Regions from separate parts of the Macaca mulatta genome. Here region 2 is linked to region 1. Evidence: chromatin contacts called from public Hi-C data. All regions are on one chromosome and are shown on one strand. Each heading gives the region's core, a stretch centred on a gene start, on an enhancer-like site or on the middle of the called end of the contact. The rest is flanking DNA. Distances are from core to core; before and after follow the strand shown. Region 1 holds the start of TOM1L2 (target of myb1 like 2 membrane trafficking protein). Region 2 holds the start of ATPAF2 (ATP synthase mitochondrial F1 complex assembly factor 2).

What was found. A called contact is a pair of places that touch in the nucleus more often than the background predicts.
Region 2: a contact with region 1 is called in a Hi-C map of CD4 T cells, with 2.2 times the contacts expected there. The contact joins the promoter of ATPAF2 here to the promoter of TOM1L2 in region 1. A contact is called at or near these places in 2 of 14 Hi-C or Micro-C datasets (CD4 T cells and fetal cortex germinal zone).

What each region holds. Positions count from the first base shown.
Region 1 is chr16:19,535,103-19,539,500 of T2T-MMU8v2.0, forward strand. It overlaps TOM1L2 (target of myb1 like 2 membrane trafficking protein), which reads right to left and starts at 2,195. Exons shown (of 15, transcript NM_001260762.1): 1 at 2,143-2,195. The coding sequence starts at 2,194. DRC3 (dynein regulatory complex subunit 3) reads left to right here and starts at 2,654. Exons shown (of 14, transcript XM_015118754.3): 1 at 2,654-2,861; 2 at 3,728-3,838.
Region 2 is chr16:19,605,080-19,609,565 of T2T-MMU8v2.0, forward strand. It overlaps ATPAF2 (ATP synthase mitochondrial F1 complex assembly factor 2), which reads right to left and starts at 2,863. Exons shown (of 8, transcript NM_001257951.1): 1 at 2,578-2,863. The coding sequence starts at 2,710. GID4 (GID complex subunit 4 homolog) reads left to right here and starts at 2,989. Exons shown (of 7, transcript NM_001193962.2): 1 at 2,989-3,588. The coding sequence starts at 3,151.

The DNA of each region.
Region 1 (4,398 bases), core at 945-3,444:
GTGCAGTGGCACAATCTCAGCTCACTGCAACCTCTGCCTCCCAGGTTCAAGCAATTCTCCTGCCTCAGCCTCCTGAGTAGCTGGGACTACAGGTGCATGCCACCACGCCTGGCTAATTTTTTTTTTTTTTTTTTTTTTTTGTATTTTTAGTAGAGATAGGGTTTCACTGTATTACACCAGAATGGTCTCCATCTCCTGACCTCATGATCCGCCCGCCTTGGCCTCCCAAAGTGCTGAGATTACAGGCATGAGCCACCGTGCCCGGTCATACTTGTATTTTAAATCCCCTTTAACTTCTACCCCTCATCTACGACCTTGTCATTTTAAAGGTGTAGAGCTTCCTATTTTAAAGAGGACAGAAGAGAAAATAATTCCCCCAAGTGTTCTGGCTCCCTCCATTAACTGGCTGGAAATTAGTTTTTGGAGTGTGGCTGCCACGCAAGAGAACCTGAAGAGAGTGAGAAAGGCCACGAGGAAGAAGTTAGGAAGTGAAAATTCAGAGACTCTCCAGTGGGCAGCAAGGGACAAAATGTCAAAAAGGTGGGAAAACACTCTTTTGGGGTCCATCATGCATTAAAAAAGATACTATGCCAGAAAGTAAAGAAAGGCTCCAAAATGCTAATTAGCTAACAGGAGAGACCTCAATAAGTTCCCAGGACCCACTAAAGGCTGGAAAGTAAGCTAGAATTTCATAAGCAAAGCAGAAAATAAACAAATCACTACTGCCAAAATCAGGCCCATAAGAACACCAAAGATCCTGGCTCATAAAAGATGTTTTACCAGTCCTTCAACCAACCAGGAGGAACCCAGTCTTCAAACAAATTAATCAGCATTCTTGACTGATCAAGTGGCATAAGCCACTGCCTTGGGTGAAAAGGCAAGTTGCTTTTTTATTAAGGAAGTCCCATATGGTGGCCATTTCAGTATTCCTTTACCTACACTTTGGGCTTTCCTCATCCAGGATTCTGGCCATCTCTGGTGTCCCCAGGTGTCCACATCCCCTCTGTAGGATTAACAGATAATCCTGAATAACATTCTCTCTACATTGCCAACAAAAGATTTCAGCTTTGGTAAATATAATATGAGGTAGGGGAGGGAGCAACAGTCAAAGTGCAGAGTACTACAAAGAATATCAAAACTTGAGAAGTTTAAGGGACCTACCACATCTCATCTCCAAACACTTTGACAGGGGAACTTCAAATCAGAAAGGGCACAAGGTCATACGAAGTCACTGGCAAAACCACTGCTAGAGTCTGGGCTTCCATAATTCCCAGACCAGGGCTCTTGTCATTAAATAACACAGCCTCCCTTCTTTCCTGGGAGGCACTGCAGGCATGCCATCCCCTTGCCAAGATAATCACCCTCCAAGAGCCCCTCCTCCCATCCCAGTCCCTCCTACAGCCCAGCTGAGTTGCAGCTCAAATTAGCAAGTCCCGGAGCAGGGGGCATTTCTGGGAGGGTGCCCAGTCTGATGGTTGCTGGTACCGAAGAGGAGGGACAAAGATGGAGAAGAAGGTGACATCCCACAAAGGGTCTGGGAGAACTAGGTCCTTGGGGCAGTGGCAGCGAGCTTGCTGGGCTGGATAAAGACACATGCAGTGGCATCTCCCAAAGGGCATTGGGGAAGCAGACCAGCAGTTGGTACCACCTCTAGAAGCAAAAGGAAGGGCTGAGTCCTGATGGGCAGGGAAGCCTGGGGCATCTCCGAGTTCAAGTTGGGCCTCGGGGTGCCTCCTGGCAGAGTGGCACTGGCGCCTGTCAGGTGGCACCAGTGCCCGGGAGGAGGCCCCAGGACACAGATGCCCTGCCTGCCCGTGGGATAGCACCGGCACCCGGCGGAGGCTCAGTCCGCCCGTGAGGTTGCACCGGCGCCCGGCGAAGGCCCGACGACCAGGATGCCCAGCCCGTCTGTGAGGTGGCACGGGCGCCCAGCAGAGGCCCAGCCCGCCCGTGAGGTGGCACCGGCGCCCAGTGAAGGCCCGACGACCAGGATGCCCAGCCCGCTCGTGGGGTGGCACCCGCGCCTGGCGGAGGCCCAGCCCGCTCGTGAAGTGGCACCGGCGCCCAGAGGAGGCCCGCGGTCCTCACCACCCGGATCAGCTGCCGCGGTCGCCCAGCCTCCCGCCCCACACGCGGCCTTACCGAGGCACTGCCCCACCGGGGTGCTGAACGGGTTCCCCAGGAGGAACTCCATCTTGGGTGGACAACACGCAGCGGCCCGGGCCCCCTGTCTGCCACCGAGGTCTCAGCGGTAACCCGCCGGACTCCCGTCCTGACTGACACTTGCCCCCTCCCCACCCTCTGGAACGCCGAGCGCCGGGACCTTGGCCCCGCCCCCTTACCGCGTCTCTATTGGGGGACACCTACAAAGCCCGCCTCCGATTGGCCGTTACACCTCCGTCAGCAAAGCCCCCACCCACCCCGCAGCGTCCGATTGGGCCGAGGAGCGAGGTAGGTCACCGCAGTCTCTGTCAGCCGTGGTGGCACCTCCCCTGGCCCGCCCCCCGAAGAGGAAGTTGCGCATTTTGATTCCTCAGAATATTGGTCAATCTAAAGGATTCTTACTATTATTGGACAAAAGACGAGTCAATCACTCAAATAGCAGGACGGAACAGAGGTGAATCTAGGAATATCCCCGCCCATAGAAAGTGCTGATTGGAGAAACATTTGTTTTCTCTACGGCTGGTTGGTGTTAGGAGTGTTTCTCCACCAGGAGATGTGGTCACGTGATCTGTCAACTTTCACCCAGGATGTCTCCCTCCTGACTTCCCGTTAGCAACCAAGTCGCGGCGCTTGGTTCCCCAGCAACCGGGAGACGCGTCAGCTGCGTGGAACCAGCGGAGTTCCCAGCGCTTGAGAAGGTGAGACCTGGGAGCTGAGGCTCAGGGAGGACTCGCAGGGACAGACAGCGCCCGACTTAACTCTTTCCTGTGACCCTTTTCTCGGAGAACGCCGTCCCGGCCCCTCTCATAAAATGAGCACGTAGGTCCTCTCCCAGCCACTTTACAGTCGTGCTGACACAGCCAAGACCCTTTAGTCCTGGGCTTATCAAGCTTTTGAATAAAAAAGAAATACTAAGGGAGCATTTCCCGAGGGAGCAGGGCTAGAATCGACTTTTAAGGGGTTCCGTCTTCCAGCCTCCTTTCATAAAAGAGAGGTACCCTGTCCACTGATAACTTTTCCCAGAATTTAGCCATCATATCTGACCTCATAACTGTCAAATGATTTCATCTTGGTACTGTATAAACTGCTTTGGATGTGAATACGGATACTCAGGTTCTGCATCTGTCTCTGTCAGTAATTCATTGTATGACTTTGGACAAGTTCCTTTCCCTCCCTGGAGCCTCAGATTCCCTAGCTGGAAAATAAGGGCATTAGGATTTCCTTTTTTATAGCCTCCGGAGCTTACATGTACTTAAATAATGTTTGTGCACTGAGCAAACAGTAAGCATTCAGTAAGTGATTGATTTTATTCTTTTAAAAACAATTTTTGTTCAGTATTTATTTATTTATTTTTTAAAATGGAGACGGGGTCTTGCCATGTTGCCCGGACTGATCTTGAACTCCTGAGCTCAAGCAATCTTCCCACCTCGGCCTCCCAAAGAGCTGGGATTACAGGTGTAAGCCATCTCACCCAACCAATTTTCCCAATTTTCTTCTTATCAATTCATGGCCAATAGGGACTATAGTTTTCAGATCCTGTTGACCCCAGGTTATCGTTTCCCAGGAAAATTCTGGATCTGTTCTCTGCGACGAGGCTACTTCGTTGACAGTTGTGTAAAACTCTGCTGCTTTCCACAGCTCCAACCTCTCTGGTCTTCAACAACACTATCATCAGGTAAGTCAAAGGGGACCCAGGTTGGGTGGTAAACTACTAAGATCCCCATAGAGGAGGACTGTTTGGGCCTTGGCCCTGAACCCATGACAACTGTGAGAAACATTGTGAGCTGTGGCAACCATAGTCCCCAGTACCCTGGATACAGTTGAGTCATGATTAGGAAAATGGACTCTGCCGTATGCTAAGTGTATGAAGTTGGGCATGTTAATTAACCTTTTTAACTAGTTTCTGTTTTCTTATCTGGATATTGGTGATTATTAGCCCTACATGGAAGTTAAGTTTCTAGAAATTTCTCCCATTCACATCTTGCTAACACCCTGGTCATCTCTCACCTCAGTACTTTTGCAATTCTCAGTACTGCTGCTAAAGTGAGTTCTTAAAAACTAAGATCTGATCACATTGCTGCCCTTATTTTTTTTATTTTTTGAGATGGAGTTTCGCTCTTATTGCCCAGGCTGGAGTGCAGTGGCATGATCTCGGCTCACTGCAACCTCCACCTCCCGGTTTCAAGCGATTCTTTTGCCTCAGCCTCCCAGGTAGCTGGGACTACAGGCATGCAC
Region 2 (4,486 bases), core at 1,613-4,112, 71 kb after region 1:
TGGTGCAGAACTAAACTGCCACAACAACCTCACAGAGGTCTTCTTGTTGCAACATCTCCTTCTCCAACACCTCAGTGACCCTTTCCTAAACTCCTCCTCTCCCTCTGATAACCTTCAATGGCATGGCCATTCCTAAGTGGCCAAGTTCAATCAGCTTGCTGACTGAAGTGTTCATTGAGAAGAACCCACTGGGGTTTAATCTTCTACTACTCCAAACACGCACAAGTATCTCACAACTGGTAATGTCTTTAAAGAGCACACATGGGCCTGATTTCTGCACCTCCCTCCTCATTCATTCATTCCTATTTTCTTTCACATTTGACTGCCTACCATGTGCCAGGTACTTCCAAGAGCCTAAACTAGTAAGTTTAGGTACTATCTACCATGTGCCAGGTAATTCCAAGAGCCTAACTAGTAAGTTTAGGCTTTTTAGAAAGGAAAAGAAGGCAGTAGATCAAGTGCCACCATTATGTAAAGTGAGCATCCACTAATCTAAATTAACCCTTCGTGGTCGGGCGTGGTGGCTCATGCCTATAATCCCAGCAGTTTGGGAGGCTGAGGCGGGCGGATCACCTGAGGTCAGGAGTTCATGACCAGTCTGGCCAACATGGTGAAACCCCATCTCTACTAAAAATACAAAATTAGCCTGGTGTGGTGGTAGACACCTGTAATCCCAGCTACTTGGGAGGCTGAGGCAGGAGACTTGCTTGAATCTGGGAGGCGGAGGTTGCAGTGAGTCAAGATTGTGCCATTGCACTCTAGCCTGGGTGACAAGTGCAAAATTCCATCTCAAAATAAATAAATAAATATATATATACACACACATTAAAAAATTAATTAATTAACCCTTTGCTTTTTGCCAACTTGGTGAACTCCCGAATGTGTCCCCTTTGCTATGCCTCCCCAGGATGCCCTTCCTTCCTCTTCTTTACTGGCCCTTCATGGCCCATTTCCAGGCCCTTCCCCTGAGTCCTACAGGTGAAACTTCAGCTCCCTGCTGCATCCAGCCCCCTTCCCCATTTCTATAAAGTTATAGAACTTGGACAGGTGCAGTGGCTCACGCCTGTAATCCCAGCACTTTGGGAGGCCGAGGCAGGCAGATCACAAGGTCAGGAGTTCGAGACCTGTCTGGCCAACATAAACCCCATCTCTACTAAAAATACAAAAATTAGCTGGGCCTGGTGGCAGATGCCTGTAGTACCAGCTACTCAGGAGGCTAAGACCAGAGAATCACTTGAACCTGGGAGGCGGAGGTTGCAGTGAGCCGAGATCGCGCCACTGCACTCCAGCCTCCACGACAGAGTGAGACTCTGTCTCAAAAAAAAAAAAAAAAAAGAAACAAAGAAAAAAAAAAAAGAACTCAATAGCCAGAAAGATCCTCAAAGACAACCTAGTACTTCAACTCATGCAGAAAAATTAGGAAGTAGTTGCATGCCCAAGATCACACAGACCTCAGAGGTTTTGCCAGTATCAGATCCTAGATTTGCACTCCTGCCACAATGCCAAACTGTCTGTGAAGTTCTCAAGTTTCTAAAGCAGGCAGTGTTAGGGAAAAGTCCCTCATATCTTGCTGTCACCCTGGACATGTTCTAGATACCCAACACTCTCCCACCTTCTTGCTGAACTCCTACTCATCTATCATGGCTCAGCTTAAATGCCCTTTCACCCAAGACCCATTCTAAACCCTGAACAGCCCCAAGACGGGAGCAGGTGATTCTCCGTGTTTTCACAGCTTCTTTGTATGTCCCTTATCAGGATATTATACCCTTTGCACTCAACAGTGAACATCATTCAGGTGGGTCTTTTTCTTCTTTAACTGAGCTTCTCTACCAATACATACAGGTGGGTCTTAAAGACTACCGTGTCTCCTGCCTCCAGCACTATAAAACTAATTGAATGGTGGGAGGGTGTTACTGCTTTTCATTCACTGAAATGAATCATTCTCACTCTTACCCTAACACCACTCACCATCAGCAATGAAAGAACCACTACGTCTGAGCTTCATCAGAGTTGGAGGTGGAGGTGACTCCACAGTCAAAGGTGGAGATGTCAATTTCTATTTAGCAGAGAAGGCTGCAGATGGCAGAGGTTGTGGTAGGAGGGAAAGTCAGGAAACCTGCAGCTGAAGTGCCCAGGATGGAGGAATGAAGGTCTAGGTTCTAGGTCCCTTCTGTGCAGGTATTGTGTTGGGCAGTGGAGACACGGAAAGCAGTCAGACACCTCAAATCTCTGAGACAGTCTGTCTGTAACCTAGGCGAAGTCCTGATTCAGAGCCCAAACTTCCCCTTTTGAAAACAAGGATGACACCTTATTTCCTAGGGAGGGCAGCCATAAGCTTTGAGAAAAGCTGCACAGGCCAAATATCAATTACTGTATCGTGCGTCACTCGCTGTTCCCTCTCGGGTCGTCTGCCCTTGTCTGGGCTTCACTTTCTCATCTGTAAAAAGACTTGACCGGCTTGCATAACCTCATGAGCCTGAACCCTGCCTCAGTCACCTCGCTTTGCATAGCCGAAGCCCGAAGCCCACCTTACCCCAGCTCGGCCCCTACCCAAAAGAGAACGTGTCATAGTCTTACCTGTCGGCGGGGCGTAAGCCCGGGCTGGAGACGGGATGGTTGGCCCCGGACTCATAGAAGCGCAGGGACCACCCGCAGGCCGATTCAGGAGACGGCGTCCCCCGTCCCGCAGCCGGAGGCAGCTCCTCCACATCGCGCCCGAGGGTCTGGGAAGATGCGCGACGCGAAACCTGGAGCAGGAAACACAGAGCGAAGGGACCCCCAAAACCGCACGTTCGGGCTGTACGGAAACCTCTCACCGCTTCCTCAAAGCCCTCAGCCTCCCTTGGACGCCGCCATCTTCCGCATGACACCAACGGCGCGCCGTCGCCTTCGCAAACCTCCTGCGCACACCCCCAGTCAATCAGCATCACAAACGCACCTCGCCCCGCCCCCTCCACGCCGCGCCTCGGCGAGGAGACTACAAGTCCCAGCGGGCCGCTCGCGCACCCCGCCACGTGTTTTCTCCTCCCGCCAATGGGCGGAAGCGCCGCGTGAGCCTGCTCCCGCCCCCGAGGCTCGCCCGAGCCAATCGGAAGGGGCGGGGTGTGTGTGTGCGTGTGTGAGTGTGTCTGTGAGTGTCTCTGTGTGTGTATGTGTGCGCGAGGGCAAGTCGGGAGGGGGACCCAGCTCAGGACTGGGAGGCCCTGCTCGCAGGTCCCTGGGTCCCGGTGGCGGCCAGAGCGCTTGGTCCGCAGGCAGCGGGCGGGTGGTCGCCCCTCCCGCCCCCACCCCGCGCGTGCGCGCCCCGGCCTCTCCCTCCCCGCCACCCTCCTCGGCTCCCGCGCGGCGGCGGCGGTTCCTCTCCCACTCCCCCCAGCCCTGGCTCCGGGGGACCCCGCGATGCCCGTCCGCACCGAGTGTCCCCCGCCGGCCGGTGCCTCGGCTGCCTCCGCGGCCTCACTCATCCCGCCGCCGCCCATCAACACCCAGCAGCCCGGCGTGGCCACCAGTCTGCTCTACAGCGGCTCCAAGTTCCGCGGCCACCAGAAGAGCAAGGGGAACTCGTACGACGTAGAGGTGGTGCTGCAGGTGAGCGCCGGGCCGGGCCGGGGCCCGAGGGCCTCCTCGCGGCGCTCACGGGCCGTGCCCGCCTCGGCTCCTCGAGCCCGCAGCCGCGGAACAGGCCCTCGCCGCCGGGGCCTCCTGCACCCGGCGCTTCCCACCCGGGACCTGCCCAGCCTGTGTCTCACACTCTCCGAGCCCCAGCCCTGACCTGCCCCTTCGGACCCGGAGCCCGTCGTGACCGGCTCCCGGCGGACCCCGAACACTCCCAGACTTGAAGCCCGTGACCGGCCCGTCTGGGATCCGGAAGCCCCTCATGACTAGGGAAAGGCCTGGGTCCTTCCTCCCCATGACCTGTCGTCCCTAGATCAGGGACTGCCACCAGCCCTTTTCAGACCCTGAAGCACTCTCCATTGGTTTCACCAGACTCGGGACCCTCCCCGTGTCTGGGCCCATGTCAGATTCTCTCAGACCTGAGACATGCCCTCCCGCCCCTTCCTCAGTCCCAGGAATCCGCAGACCCTGGGGTCTTCCTGCTCCTGAGATCTCCTTAGGAGGGCTTCATCAGACCCCCAGACGGGGGAGCGCCTAACCCACAACTGACTGGTCAGGCCCTGGCCCCACCTCAAGACCAGGCACTCACTCCCTGAGTGCCGCTCACAGTCTGCTGGGATGTTGCCTCCTGGGTCCCCTGTTCCACTCACTGCTTCTGTCTTTTCATGGTCCAGGCACCCAACTCCTTCCAGCTTCTCTACCCCCAGGCCTCCTGCCCCTGCTCTGGGACCACTTGCGGTCTTTTCCCAGTCTTCCTGGCCTCTATCCAGACTCCCCCATCCCATACCTTCGTCTTGCCTGATCCTGGTTCCAGGGGACCCTCTTTCCTATTCTTAACTGTTCTCAGCGGCACAGGGCTTCCTCTCAGTCT